Regions from separate parts of the Mus musculus genome. Here regions 2 and 3 are each linked to region 1. The links are chromatin contacts, called in public Hi-C and HiChIP or PLAC-seq maps. All regions are on one chromosome and are shown on one strand. The core of a region is the stretch at or near the end of the contact, and the rest is flanking DNA. Distances in the headings are between cores, read along the strand shown.

Region 1 (4,318 bases), core at 859-3,358:
TGTAGGTGTCATCTGTGGGAGTATACGTCACAGGTGTACAGGTACCCAGAGGCCAGAAGAAGGTTATGGGTCCCCTCGGAGCTGGAGCCACAGGCAGAGTACATGCAGAGTCCCCTGACATTGAGTGCTGGGAGCTAAGCTCTGGTCCTCTGGAAGAGCAGGTGCTCATTAACTGCTGAGCCATCGCTTCAGCCCCACAGGTCGGCCAGTGTAAAAAATATGGGACCTGTGAAATCGAATGTCTGTTACGTATAACTAAGACTGCTGTATTTCCCAGGCATGGCAAAAGACAGAGAAAAATCAAGATGAACTTGTGCCCAAGTGCATCAAAACTTAGCCCAATGGTAGGTACTTCAGGAAATGGGTCAAGCACATTATACTATCACTGAAGTCCACTGAACATTATAGTCCACTGAAGCATGAAGCTGCCCCTACAAAGTGCATAGGATGCACTTGCCCTCCAGAAGCTAACAACATATTATACGCTGACTAACCAAAAAAAAAAAAAAATTGCCTAAAGATGCCATTTTCCCAACCACAAATTGTGACCTACGAATCGATTTGCTGGAATTCAGTCAGCATGTTTTCTTTCTAATGACAGAAAATAGAACATAACAGAAATAAGCAGACGGTACCTAACAAGGGTAGGCGCGGCTCTGTGAAGCCAGACATGGTGCCTCACATCTTTAAGCTCAGCACTGGAGAGGCTGGGACAGAAAGAATACAGAGAGTAGCAGGCCAGCCTGGGCTACCCAGTGAGGTCAAGGCCAAGAGAATCTGTATCATAAAGCCACTACTTTGTAAAAACCTTTCATTCGTGTGTGTGTGTGTGTGTGTGTGTGTATAGGTGCACAAACTAAATCATAATGCCCTTATCAGTGTGAGGTTTTTGCTTTTTTCCTTAAGTTAGAGCTATGGTTAAAGCCAAAGGACCCAGGCTGACTAAACATCCTTAATCCAGTTCTCTGCTCAAGACGAGCCTATGAGATCCTATCAAGAGCTACAGAGACAGAATACAAAAGGGGCAAGCCTAACCAAGCCTGCTTTGGGCCCCAGGGCCTCCCCCATCTTCCCCCCAAACAGTTTGCTCAAGCACTCTTCGCTCAAGATGGAACCACTGAAATCTATTCAAGAGTTTCTTGATACACAGGCAAAGGCTATACAAAAGCAGAGAGAAGGACAAGTCCCAGCCAAGCTTTTAGCTGGCCTTGAGGTCCTGCCAGTTTCCTTAACAGCCCTAAGGCGGAGCCTACAAACTCCTGTAGCTAAGCAACCTTGGAGTGGGGCTCCTCCTTCCTCCACTGACTGTCAACAGTTCAACTCCTCCAATCAACTTTTCCTCAACTACAACTTCTGCAATTGCTGCCTGTGTCCCTAAGGAGGACGAATCCTCTTCCCTTCTCCAAATCCCAGACTGTCTTCCTAGTAGTTCCAGAAGCCTGTACTCTATTCAGTTTATCACAGATCATTTCGCACCATTACCAAGAAGCTAGGATGGAGTCTCCTGGCAGCCCCCAATCTTAATACGGCTTGGTGCAAAAACATGCTCCCCAAATTCCTAGCAAACTACAAGCTTTAAGCAGTCCAGGAAGGGACAGGCTTAGTGATCCAGGAGTTACAGGGACAGCTGCTCTTTCCCACTAAGATACCAAATCTTACAGATGGGGATACACCCCGAGGACTTGACACGTCCAGTTGTTTTCATCATTTTCCTGATTCAGTGATTCAAAGCTAAGTTTCCCACCCAGGGAGCCGCTTCCATACCCCAGGCCTCAAGGAGGCTGGGAGCATCTGGCTTGCTGCCGCTGTCCAGCCTTCTGCCCTCCATCAGTGCGCCGTCCTCCCAGGATCCCAGGCTTGGCCTCCTACCCCCACAGGTGGAGCATGCCTCGGGCCTCCGGCCCCGGAGGAGGAGCAGCGGCCGGGCTACACTCACCCCTCGGCCCGGGAGGCGGCGGCTCCTCGGGCTGCGCCTCCGCCCGCCCGGCCACCGCGTCGCCGCTCGGCTTCCGGCCTGCTCCAGGCCGGCCCCGGACCGGCTCCACTTCACCTCGACCCCTTCTCCGGCCGCCAGAGCCCAGTGTCCTGCATTGACCCGGAAGCAGCTTTCCGGGGACCCCAACAACAACACGTGACCCCGCCGCACGTGTCACGTCCGCTGCGTGATTGGGAGGGGCCAGAGGAGACGAGCCTCTCAGAGCGAGCTGCGGTTGCCATGGCAACCGGGAATGGTGGCATTCACCTAGAGTGGATCAGAATTACACCCCATCTGCTTGCTTTTCTTACCAGTGCAGCAGGGGAGCAACCAACCACAGGTCCAAAGACCGATCACCTACAAGAGAAGCATCCTTGGAGAAAGGAGCCCTGGACGAACGTGTCCAAACACACCTGCAATCTTGGCCTGACTCAGTGTAACCCTACTTGTGATCACTACCTGTCTTTGACTTCACAGGCCTCATCTATAAAATGTCCTGTACGATCTCTATACTTCATATACATCTAGGCGTAGGGGACAGTTTGACCTTCGTTCTGTGCCCCCTCTAGTCCCGAGGCACCTGAAGCTCCCAAACACTAACAATTTACAATTTTCACCTATTGTGTGTGCTTTACAGCCATAGCCAATAAATACATGAGATTAAAAAGAAAGAAAGAAAGAAAGAAAGGAAAAAAGGAAGGAAGAAAGAAGAGAAAAGAAAAGAAAGGAAAGGAAAGGAAAAGAAAAGAAAAGAAAAGAAAAGAAAAGAAAAACACACAAAACATAACCCACAAACCTCCTAAAGGACATATTTTGTAGAATTGAAAATTGAAGTTTGGGGAGTCAAATGATCTGCTCATGACCACCTACTTAGCCAAAATGACATGGCTGAGACTTGAAACCAGGTCAGGCTGGCTCCAAAGAAAATATGCTTCACACCAGGCCACGCATAGCCCCGGCTCCGAAGCCTCACACTTGGCTGTTAGGTTGTTTGCTTTTGTGCCCACGGAATAGAGATGGTGCAGGCTGATCCCGAGGAGGAACCAGCCATGCACAGATATGTGAATGGAAAGTCTAGGAGTTGAGGAGAGTTCCATGCCCAGTGTCAATCTGTGTGTGTCCAGGAGGATGTGGGGGTTGCCACAAACATGCACATGTGTATACTGGCTCCCAGAAAGAGGAAAACAAAAATTCTTACCAACCTCAGGCCCTGGGGACTTCAATTGATTCTTCTGTCTTGTCCCATAGGCAGGACTTAGGCTGGAGAGAGACTTGAGAAGGACCTGGTTAAGAAACACGTTCTGAGGTCTATGGGTCAGGCAGTGGCTTAGAGTACTCTTACGCGATTGCCTCCTGCCCAGAAAAGCACTTTGCTGACACCTTAGGAGGGACTAGAGATATTGGCAGGACCACAGCTAAAAGGAGCCTCAGTGGGAAGGACATGCAGAGCAGAGGAACTGGAAGCAGAGGAGGAAGGACAGGGACAGGGGGCTTCCCTCTGGAGGGTTTGCTCACATACTAGGGGGAAATAAGAGCTGTAAGTCATTACTACTAACAAATACTGTTGCTATGGATAGAAACACACACATAGACATTGAATGCAAGAGTCTCTTTAGAAAACAAACTCAGAGATGAATGTTTCTATCCGTCTCTTGTTGATCTCCCTGTGGCAGCTAGAGTCCTCTTCCTAAAACTTGAATCAGACTGCATCACTCGATGGGGCTGACCCTGAGACTCCCAGGGGCTCCTCTTCACCTCAGGATGAACCTGCAGCCAACAACATGCTTCTTGGAGTTTCCTTCAATGGGCCGAATTTCCCAGCCTCATCTCTTACCTGTCTCCTGTTACTCTACAGCCATGCCATTCAGTCTGCTAGCTGCTAGCTATGTGCTGTTATTTAATTTTGTTTTCATTGAAATCAGGGAGTTGGGGAGTTGGAAGTGTATCTAGGTTGTTAGAGTGCTTGGTCAGCACACAGTGAGCACAGGATTAACCAGCACACCTGGGTTATGTGGTGCTGCACAGCTGCATACCAGCAACGGAGAGGCTGGAGCCGGAGGAGCCGGCGTTTGAGGCTTCCCAGAGTGAATTCGAAGCCAGCCTGGGTGGCATGACATACTGTCTCAAGAAAACAAAATATAAATAAAATGAAGGGCTAAGGATGTGGATCCTTTGTAAATCCTTTGCCATGCTGTCCAAGGCTCTGGTGGATTCTCAGACGGATGGACAGACACACACACCACAACTTAAGTCAAACCGAGGTTTCCTCAGTCACGTAATACTGGTATCACTTGGAGTGTTATCTCTTACCGCTACTGGCTGCCATATGGAACGGTTCACATC
Region 2 (4,653 bases), core at 301-2,800, 610 kb after region 1:
TCTTAAATAAACTGGCTACCTCTTCTGTTAAAGTTCTAAGACTTCATAAAATCCTGAGTGGCTACCCATTTGTCTGACGGTCCCTCCAAGTAGTTCCTTAAATACACGGCCACCACCTCCGGGCATCATAAGCATATGTCCTTTTCTCAGTACCTTCACAACATTTATTACAGCTTAGTAAAAGTCTTCTGAAGGAGCTCAGAGTAGGCCAGGAAGATGGCCCAGCCAGTAGAGTCATTTGCCACTAAGACTGATGACCTGAGTTTGAACCCTAGAACCCAACCCCTTGGGTTGTCCTCTGAACATTCCATGTGTGTACTTAAAAATAAAAGAGTTGGGTATGGAATGGTATGGTAGCTCACTCGTATAATCCCAGCACTTACAAGTCACAGAAAAATGGGAAGTTAGAAGTAGCCAGCCTGGTGTATATGTGAGATCTTGTCTCTAAAGGAGGGACAAAAATTAAAAAAATAAAAATAAATAAAAAACTTTCTAAAAGTATTCATTATTTAGCTTTAAAATTAGAGCTACATAAGGAGTTTGGCAGAACAAATGGAAAACTCTTCACACATGCGGTCGAGCTTCAGGAAGAATTTCAAATATTTCTGGGAGAAGTCTTTCCTTTGTGAGATCTTACGCATGACTAAGGCTAGTTTTGCAAATAACCTTATCTTGACAAATACATCTATTCATGTGAACAACTTAAATTATCTTGACAAGTATAAGTGTTCTGTGAATAAAGCAAACTAAAGATGACTTTAAAAATAGAACTATAAAATATATGAGTATAAAGATTACTTTCAATGACTTTTTTTTATCAAATTGCCTACCTTTTGTGAGTGTTTAACCACAGACCGAGGTAGACAATAAACACGCTGGGTGAACAAAGCTCACCTTGGAACCAACAGAACAGTATGAAAATGACAGTCTATCTTCTGAGGTTACCTCATCAAACTATACGGCCTCCATCCTGATCTCTTAATCTCACAAAGCAGATTCCTTCAGTGTCCCTAGAGACATCCCCAAAATGAAAAGGAACCGACCTCTCCTACTACCAGTCTCAGTCACTTGCCCAGTGTAAGTGAACAACCTCAGGACTAGGTTTGGCTAACACCGAACCTTCAGATACCTGAAGCCCATGCTTTCTCTGAGGGGAAAACACTATGACACTCTTCATGAGAACTACTCAGCTAAGTGACGCCTAGCTTTCTGATCATAACTGCATGAGATAATATTTGGTAGCTCTGTCCAAACTTTTTCTTTTTGCAAACCAGGCATGAGAGCATAGCCCTGTAATCCCAAATATCCCTGGGAGCCAGAGGCAAGAGGAGATCACAAGTCTTAGAAATGAAAAGGCTGGAAGGATGGCTCAGCAGTTAGGAGCTGGCACCTGAGATTGGTTCCCAGAACTGATGTTAAGTAACTCACAGCTATGCATAACTGCAGCTCCAGGAGATTTTCTCCAATGCCTCCACAGGCACTGCACTCAGGCACAAACCCCAACAGAGACATAAAAAGCAGCTGAGTGCAGTAGCTCATTCATGTAATTCCAACACTTGGAATGTTGAGGCAGGAGTGCCTCAAGGTCAGAGCCAGCTTGAACTACAAAGACCCTGTCTCTAACAGAGAGCTTGGGGGCTGGAGAGATGGCTCAGTGGTTAAGAGCACTGACTGTTCTTCCAGAGGGCCTGAGTTCAATTCCTAGCAACCACATGGTGGCTCACAACCACCTGTAATGGGATCTGATGCCCTCTTCTGATGTGTCTGAAGACAGCTACAGTGTACTCACATACATAAAGCAAATAAATAATTCTTTAAAAAAAAAAAAGTGCTGGGGTATTTGCCTAACAAGTGAAACCCTCATAACCCCTCATATCATCAAAAAATATACTTTTTGCACTGATACTATGCTCTATGATATAAACACACAATACAATAGCCATTGGCTACATGTGGCTACTGAACAATAAGATGTGGTGTGCCCCAGGAACTAAATTTTCCATTTTATGTAATTTTAATTAATTTAAGCAGCCAATTTTGTCTTGTGTATCTACTCTGCTAGAGAATGAAATTCTATGACTTTGGGAATCATGTATTGCATACCAATAGATAACTAGTATATTTTCTTCATTAACAGCATCATAACTGTCCCTTATTACAATTCGTTAGTCTCCTCCTTCTACTTAATTAGTCAGCCAAGCAAAAACCAGCCATGCCTTGCCTCCTCCTCATGCCTGGCACACACACTGGGCCTCCCATCCTCTGGTCCTACTGCGATCTCATGGGCCTCCCGTCCTCTGGTCCTATTGTAGTCTCAAGACTCCTGAGCTGTATTTTTGCCTCTTTTCAATCATATTGCTGAGTAGCTCTGGTTTAAGGAGTTGTTAGGACTTCATTTTTCATGCAGATTACTGAAAAAATCTCTTTATCAGACTCTGCTTCTGAAACTGCTTCTCACAACTAATCCCTCCTTCACATTGCCATGTGATCCTGTTACTTCTATGGCTAAAGGACATCACTGGCCTCCAGAACCCAGGGTTTAAACCCAACCTCCTTAAAATGACATCACCAAGTGCCACCTAACACTTCAGTTTCATCATCAATCTCTCTTTGAAGTTATTTCTGTGTGTGGGGTGTTTACCTGCGTGTATGTCTGTGCACCACTTGCATGCCTGGTGCTTGAGGAGGCCAAAAGAGAGCATCGGATCCCCTGGAACTGGAGTAAGAGCACTGGACGCCACCATGTGGGGCTGGGAATGGAATCCAGTGCCCCACCCACTGAGCCATCCTCACCATCAATGCCCCTGCTCTACTCAAACCAAACCGCATGCAGTCTGTTCAAAACCAAGACGCTTCACCGCATACTGTTTTAAAGACAGGGTCTCACTATATAGACTGGTCTGGTCTGTACCGCATCCTCTCACCTCTGCCTCCTTAATGCTGAGACTACAGGGAAGCCACGCCAGGGGGTTCTCACCTGTCTCTACTCACATCACTCCTCTCAACTGCTCTCATACCCTCACCTGTCCACCTGTCTGGGAACCACATCAACTCCTCATCTTATCTATGAAACCATTTCTAGTCTGGCCAGGAAACGCCAAGTACACTCTTTTGAGTCTAGCTCTCTGTCTCCTTCTATCACACCAGCGTCTCCTACAAGTCAGGAACAGTGCCTGATTCACCTTTGCCTGTCCATCTAATGCAGGCTGGGGATTCAGACTTCTGCCACTCACAGGGAGCGATACTTAAACTTCCTAGGATTCTGTGTCTGTCCTTGTGAATTTAAATTATATTTGAAACCCATGACCTCACAGTCATTGGGAAGATAGCTGGGTTAGTATCTCCTAGGAAGGTACAGGAAGACTGAGGAAGCCTTCTGGGTATTTATTACACGGGATGAAAACAACTCAAGCAGAAATAAATAAAAGGCTGAGGAAGAAGAGAAGACCTGCATGGGCTAAGACAGCAGAGCCCATGGATGTCCACACAGGGTCGGAGCACAGAGAGGAGTCTGCAGGACAGAAGGAAGTGCACCAAACCGGAAAGTAGAGCCCTTCCCAGGAAAGGCAGCGTCTAAGATGTGAGCCAACGGTGCTAAGTGGCGTCTGAGAGGAATCATAGGAGAACGCAAGTGCAGGGCTATTTGTGACTAATAAAAAGAGCATTTCAAGGAAAAAACTGCCTTTTCTTAATGGTGAGTCCCAATTTGGGGATTATTCAGAACTATTATTTTACATTCTACCTTTTTGCCTTGAGTATCTGAATGTGGGGCTCATAAACAAAGGGAAAAAAATGTTTCCCTCCTTATAAAAAGTATCCTGCATGTTCCATGGCACACAATATAGAAACTGCTGCTTTAATTTATATTTAAAAACAAGAAATTAATCCCAGTAATCTAAGTACTTGGGAGGCAGAAGGAGGTGGGCCTGAGCCCAGGCAATCCTAAGATCCTCTCTCAAACCACAGCTAGGCTAGGGAGAGGGCTCACATAAGGTAGCTCACAACTACCTGTAACTCCAGTTCCAGGAGATCTGACACCCTCTTCTGGTCTCCTTCAGACTAGTAGACCCACACATACATACACAAATAAAAATATTTTTTAAAAAGACAAGGAACTAATCTTTTGCTGGATTTTCTCACTTCAGTTTTACAGTCTCTATTTACACACACACACACACAGTGCTATGTAAAACTGTATACAGTAGGAAATACGGTGAATCACGTGCAGAATGACTGTACGTCTGATTCTAAAATCTCTCTAGCAGGAAAGCACTAGGACAGCCACTTCATGTCTTTGAATGTAAAGGGCTTTTTCTGCAGGTAAGGTAGGAATAACCAATGCCTTGTTGAGTTATTCTAAGAATTAACTACAATATCCATAAAGCACCTATGATGTTTTCGTATACGGAAGCTAATTATTTTAACTTAATACAGAAACAGCTATGAAAGCATACTAAGTACAAATTTAAATGATTCAAATTTAAATCATCTCAAATTACAGACATAAGGGCAGCAAAATGGCTCAACAGGTAAAGATGCTTGCTGCATAGGGCCTGGCCACATAGACAGAAGAGAACCAATTCACAAAGTTGTCCTCCAACTTCTCCATGTGTGCCACGGCTCATGTACTCACACACATACATCATACATGCA
Region 3 (4,607 bases), core at 507-3,006, 770 kb after region 1:
CCCTGGTACCTCTGATGCTCATGACAGTCTCACAGGATCCCTAGCTGGCTGCCCAAATTCTGCCCCCTCTCCCTCCAAGGTCTCCAAATAACTCTCAGTTTTGGAATGGAGGGGAGGGGAGAGGAGAGGAGGGAAGAGGAGGGATGGCTATTTAGTCCTGGATATTCGTCACTTCTGTTCCTCTCCCAAAGACAGAGGGGTGCAATGCCTCCTTTTAGGGGGAAGAGCTGAGAGTGGATGATTAGAAGACTCTCCTCCCCCCAACCATGAGATAAGGTCTCACTCTGTAGCTCTGTATAGCCTTGAACTTGTGTTCCTCCTGTCTTAGGCTCCTGGGATGACTGGGGTGGCATTTCACTGTCTTTTCTTTCAGAGATTTCTGTTGTTGGGTCACCGTCACTCAGCACCCTGGAGTTCCATTTCTGGATAACTCTAACATCTCTTCTTCTCTCCATACCACCACACCCACACAGAGACAGAGACAGAGACAGAGACAGAGAGAGAGAGAGAGAGAGAGAGAGAGAGAGAGACGGGACGGGAGGGGGGCAGCTAAACTGTGGACTTCACCAGCCCCTGTCAGGCATGGGCGGAGACACCGACCACCCTTTCCAACTGAGGGGAACCTCCCCTTTTCTCTCCTCCCTTCCCCCAACTCTGCCTAGGTCCTCTGGCTCCCAAGTAGTTCAGCCCTTCAGGTTACAGAGGAGAGCTGCTACCAGACTTGGGAGGGACCAAGGGCAGACAGCTCTGCAGGGAAAGCGATCCCGGAATGGTGCTCCAGGCTGGAGGTCTTGAAACCGCTTCCTTGCCAAAGAACAGCGGAGTAAGGGAAACTAACTTCACACCAACACAACAGGGAGAGCCCAAGGTCCTCTTGCCACCTGTGGATTTCCCCTTTAGTCACAGAGGCAGTGGCAAGAAAGGAGGCCTTGTTAACAAGAACTTTTGTCGGAGTGTCAGCTTGGAGTGCTGAGGAGGGAGCGGGCTTTGAAGCCGGTCAGTGCGTGAGAAGGGCCTTGGTTACTCAGAGCCAAGCAACAAAAAAGCTAGAGGGGTTCACGAAAGAGAATAAAGACCGGGATCTGGGTGCCAGAGAGTGGGCAGCGAGTTAGAGAGGTGACCTTGGGCATGTCACGTTCCCCTTTCGGCACTGCGTTTCTCTTCTGCGGGCTTGAGGGTTCCTGGGACGCCCGACAGCTTGCCCGCCCTCCGTGGTGGGTGGGACAGGACTCTTGATGGTACCTCACCTTCTTGAAATCCGCGATGAAGGAGATGAGAGTGCCGTCGGGTTTGCGCAGATCAAGGCTGATGCTGTCCGCGTCGCTGTCCGCCTGTAGACTCTCCTCGATCACCTGGCTGTCGGGCAGTCTCACTCGGACCCGCAGCTCGGCCGGAGCGCCGCTGCCCGCGCCCACGCCGTGCAGCGCCCCAAGCAGCAGCGGCGACAGCAGCAGCAGCAGCAGCGGCAGCGCGGGGCGCGCCGAGGGGACGTCGCGGCAGCCAGGGGGCCGCATCCCCGGGGCCCCCGGCGCGCCGCGTGGGGGAGGGGAGACGCGCCTACAAAGTTTGCTCGAAGTTGGGGGTCCGGTTCGGGGATTCCCGGCAGTCCCCTACTTCTAGAGGGGAGACTCAACCCGGAGGTTCCCCACGACGTGCAGCGAATTCACGTGGGCCGCGTACAGCCACGCACCCCGAGTCCCGGACGGCGCCCCCCGTGCGTGTCCCCTAGCCGCCCCGATTCCTGAGCTCCGGACTCCGTTCAGCACTTTTCATTCAATCCCACCCCCCGTCACTTCCTTCAGAAAACAGAAACCACCAGGACCTGCCTTAAAGAGACCGCGCACCTCTTGGCCCTTAAAGGGACCGCAGTGGCCCAGAGAGGGGCGGGGATTGGGGACCACGGGGCTCAGCCGCTTTGTGGTCTAGGCTGGCTTTCTCTGGATCCCTCCCTCCCGCCGCGCCCCGTCACCGGCCGGGCCTTGTCCAGAGTTTGCGCTCCGGGCAAATCCCTTCCTCCCATTAAGGGCGGGACGGGTGACTCCCCCGCCCCCTACACCCCTCTGGCTTGTTCTGGTGCCACGTGGATGAAATAATCGGGCTTGGGTTTTCAGAGGTTTTGCTTAGTCTTTTAGTTTCTCTGACACAGCGAATTTCTCAAAAGCGGCTGGGGGAAAAAATCAGGCCTCACCTAGCATTCTGGTCTTTTCCTAGGTCGGGGAGTGCAATTAGGGGTTGAGGGCCATCTGTGCATCCATCAGGTGTGAGCTGTTTTTGTAAGTGAGGCGGCCAATCTGGATGCGGCCATCAAGGAGCTTAACACTTTATGAGCCGTTATTCAGTTTTCTCTCCTGTGTTCAGTCAGCCTTTCTCCAGCCCAGCCCACCGCTCAGGGCCTCTGCTCTTTCCGATAACGGAAGCACCAATCAAGGGCCACAAAAAGACACTCCTGCTGTGCCAGAGACTCCAATAAGCTGAGTGAAGACTTGGGGAGCAGGATTCCCCTCTGGTTGGTGACACACAAGCATACTTTGAAAATTGTTTGAGCCTAACTGTCTGCTAGTGAACACAGAGGGTTGGGCGTCCCTGGAGATAAGGCCCCCTGGGCATGGCCAGGACCATTGTTTCTCCTGTCCATTGCCACTTCTGTTTGTTCCAGGTGCCCTGTGGTCTCTAGGGTCTTGATGACAGATGGTTGAAACTGTGCCTCCCCACTCCACCCCCTTCATCTTTCCTTCCTAGGGGATCTCTAGCACATGATCCACCCCCAACTAGCATGAGCCCGTCCTTTGGAACACATATAGGACTGAAGGGGACTTAAGATGTCCTCCATCAGCTAGAGAAAGTACCCAAGGAGCTGAAGGGATCTGCAACCCTATAGGTGGAACAACATTATCAACTAACCAGTACCCCCGGAGCTCTTGACTCTAGCTGCATATGTATCAAAAGATGGCCTAGTCGGCCATCACTGGAAAGAGAGGCCCATCGGACTTGCAAACTTCATATGTCCCAGTACAGGGGAATGCCAGGGCCAAAAAGTGGGGGTGGGTGGGTGGGTGGGAGGGTATGGGAGACTTTTGGGATAGCATTGAAAATGTAAATGAGGAAAATACCTAATAAAAAAATGAGAATTAAAAAAAGATGTCCTCCATCTCACTCGGGGCTTCCTAAATTTGCCCTACTTCAACTGTCACTTTGATATTCATTATGACACAGCTTCCAGGATCCTTAAGCCTATAGGTTCAGACTTTCTGGGAGAGGACAGGGAGGCAGCCCTGGCAACAAGGTCCAGTGTGGTGCTTGATAAGCCAGAGGTTGGTAGACACTTGGTCCTTGACAGCATCTTTATGGGGAAGCACCTGGCTCGAGGAGTATCTTTTCCTCACTCTGGGGAGTTGGGGCAGGCTGCCAGACAATAACTGGATTGTTTCCTTGGGGTCTTAGAGCCTGAGCTGGCAGCACCGAATTGCCTGGGGTCTCAGAGCTGGCCTCTTGCCTGACAGGATGCTAGATCTCAAAGAGGCCTTCGAGCTGGGAGTGCCCCCATGAGTCAGTTCCATAGTCATTAGGGGCCTCACCCAAATTTCCTAACTTCCTCTGTTTCGGGTCCTGTCCCATCCATCATCACTGGTTCTGTCCCAGGCCCCGGACCCTCCCCCGAGTCCAAAGATACCCACCTCCCCCAACCCCCAGTCCCCAACAAGAACCAAGAAGAGTCTCTATTTCTCTCTTCAGACTTTGTGGCTTGGAAACACAGATGGAAGATGCATCTTCCCTGTGAATAGTCCTTCTCCATTTCAACCTAATCTCTCTTCTTGTTTGTTTGTTTTTGTTTTGTTTTTCGAGACAGGGTTACTCTATGTAGCCCTGGCTAGGCTTCTCAAACTGGCCGGCCACAGAGACCTATCTGCCTCTGCCTCCCGAGGGCTGGGATTAATGGTGTGTGCCTCTACTGTCCAGCCTGCTCTGTCTTTTAAAACAATAGAGAACACGCCGCCTCTTCCACGAGCCACAACCATGGCCCTAGTTCTTTCTGGTGACTGTACCAGGTCTTCAAGATTGGAGAGAAAAAAAAAATCCAGGTTTCCCAGCAAGAGTTTCTGAGTCACCTACCGACCTTTATATGCCCTGTTCTCCTCAGCCTCTGCACTACAGCAAGAATAATCACACAGCTACCATTCATTTTAGGGGTTTGGTTTTGTCTTTGAGATAAGGTCTCACTGTGTATGTAGCCCAGGCTGTCTTTAAACTCGTGAGCTCCCTGTTTAGCCTACCAATAGTATGAGGAGTATAAGCATACGTTAGTTACCGACCCAGCTTCACTGTAGCGTCAGGTCCAGGGTCTGTGGAGCATCTTACACATATGATCTTATTAATTTCAGAACAACTCTCCCAAGTGCATTCTCTTCTTAGCCTCTTCTTATTGGCTAAAAAGCCCAGATTTAGAGAGGTACGGTACCTCCGGGTCTTGAGCCAGCAGCGGCTGAAGCAAGGCTGCCTAACCACAAAGCCTTTGCTCTTAACCTCAGAAGCATCTGCCTGTCTGAGACCTTCACTTTCTTCCAGTCCTGAATGAGCACACACCCCATGCTATCTTTTCCTGCTATCTA

What was found. A called contact is a pair of places that touch in the nucleus more often than the background predicts. HiChIP or PLAC-seq counts read pairs in DNA pulled down with a chosen protein or histone mark.
Region 2: an H3K27ac HiChIP or PLAC-seq map of embryonic stem cells shows a contact between it and region 1, with 3 times the contacts expected there. The contact joins the enhancer-like site here to the promoter of Tbcel in region 1. A contact is called at or near these places in 3 of 115 datasets of contacts at active chromatin or transcription factors (embryonic stem cells, large pre-B cells and pancreatic cancer cells).
Region 3: a Hi-C map of erythroblasts shows a contact between it and region 1, with 2.8 times the contacts expected there. The contact joins the promoter of Oaf here to the promoter of Tbcel in region 1. A contact is called at or near these places in 1 of 484 Hi-C or Micro-C datasets (erythroblasts) and 3 of 115 datasets of contacts at active chromatin or transcription factors (embryonic stem cells, large pre-B cells and pancreatic cancer cells).

Annotation. Positions count from the first base shown.
Region 1 is chr9:42,470,130-42,474,447 of GRCm38.p6, forward strand. It overlaps Tbcel (tubulin folding cofactor E-like), which reads right to left and starts at 2,109. Exons shown (of 8, transcript NM_173038.5): 1 at 1,937-2,109. All of the region lies in intron 1 of Gm16322 (a long non-coding RNA gene), which reads left to right.
Region 2 is chr9:43,084,536-43,089,188 of GRCm38.p6, forward strand. The region is part of intron 1 of Arhgef12 (Rho guanine nucleotide exchange factor (GEF) 12); the gene reads right to left. Among named protein-coding and RNA genes, the nearest start is that of Arhgef12, 19 kb to the right of the region's middle. Within about 2 kb of position 1,551, at least 24 of the 459 cell types and tissues checked have an H3K27ac peak or open chromatin away from gene starts, as enhancers often do. A contact at or near this core is called in embryonic stem cells, where this site is marked.
Region 3 is chr9:43,238,060-43,242,666 of GRCm38.p6, forward strand. It overlaps Oaf (out at first homolog), which reads right to left and starts at 1,757. Exons shown (of 4, transcript NM_178644.3): 1 at 1,248-1,757. The coding sequence starts at 1,514.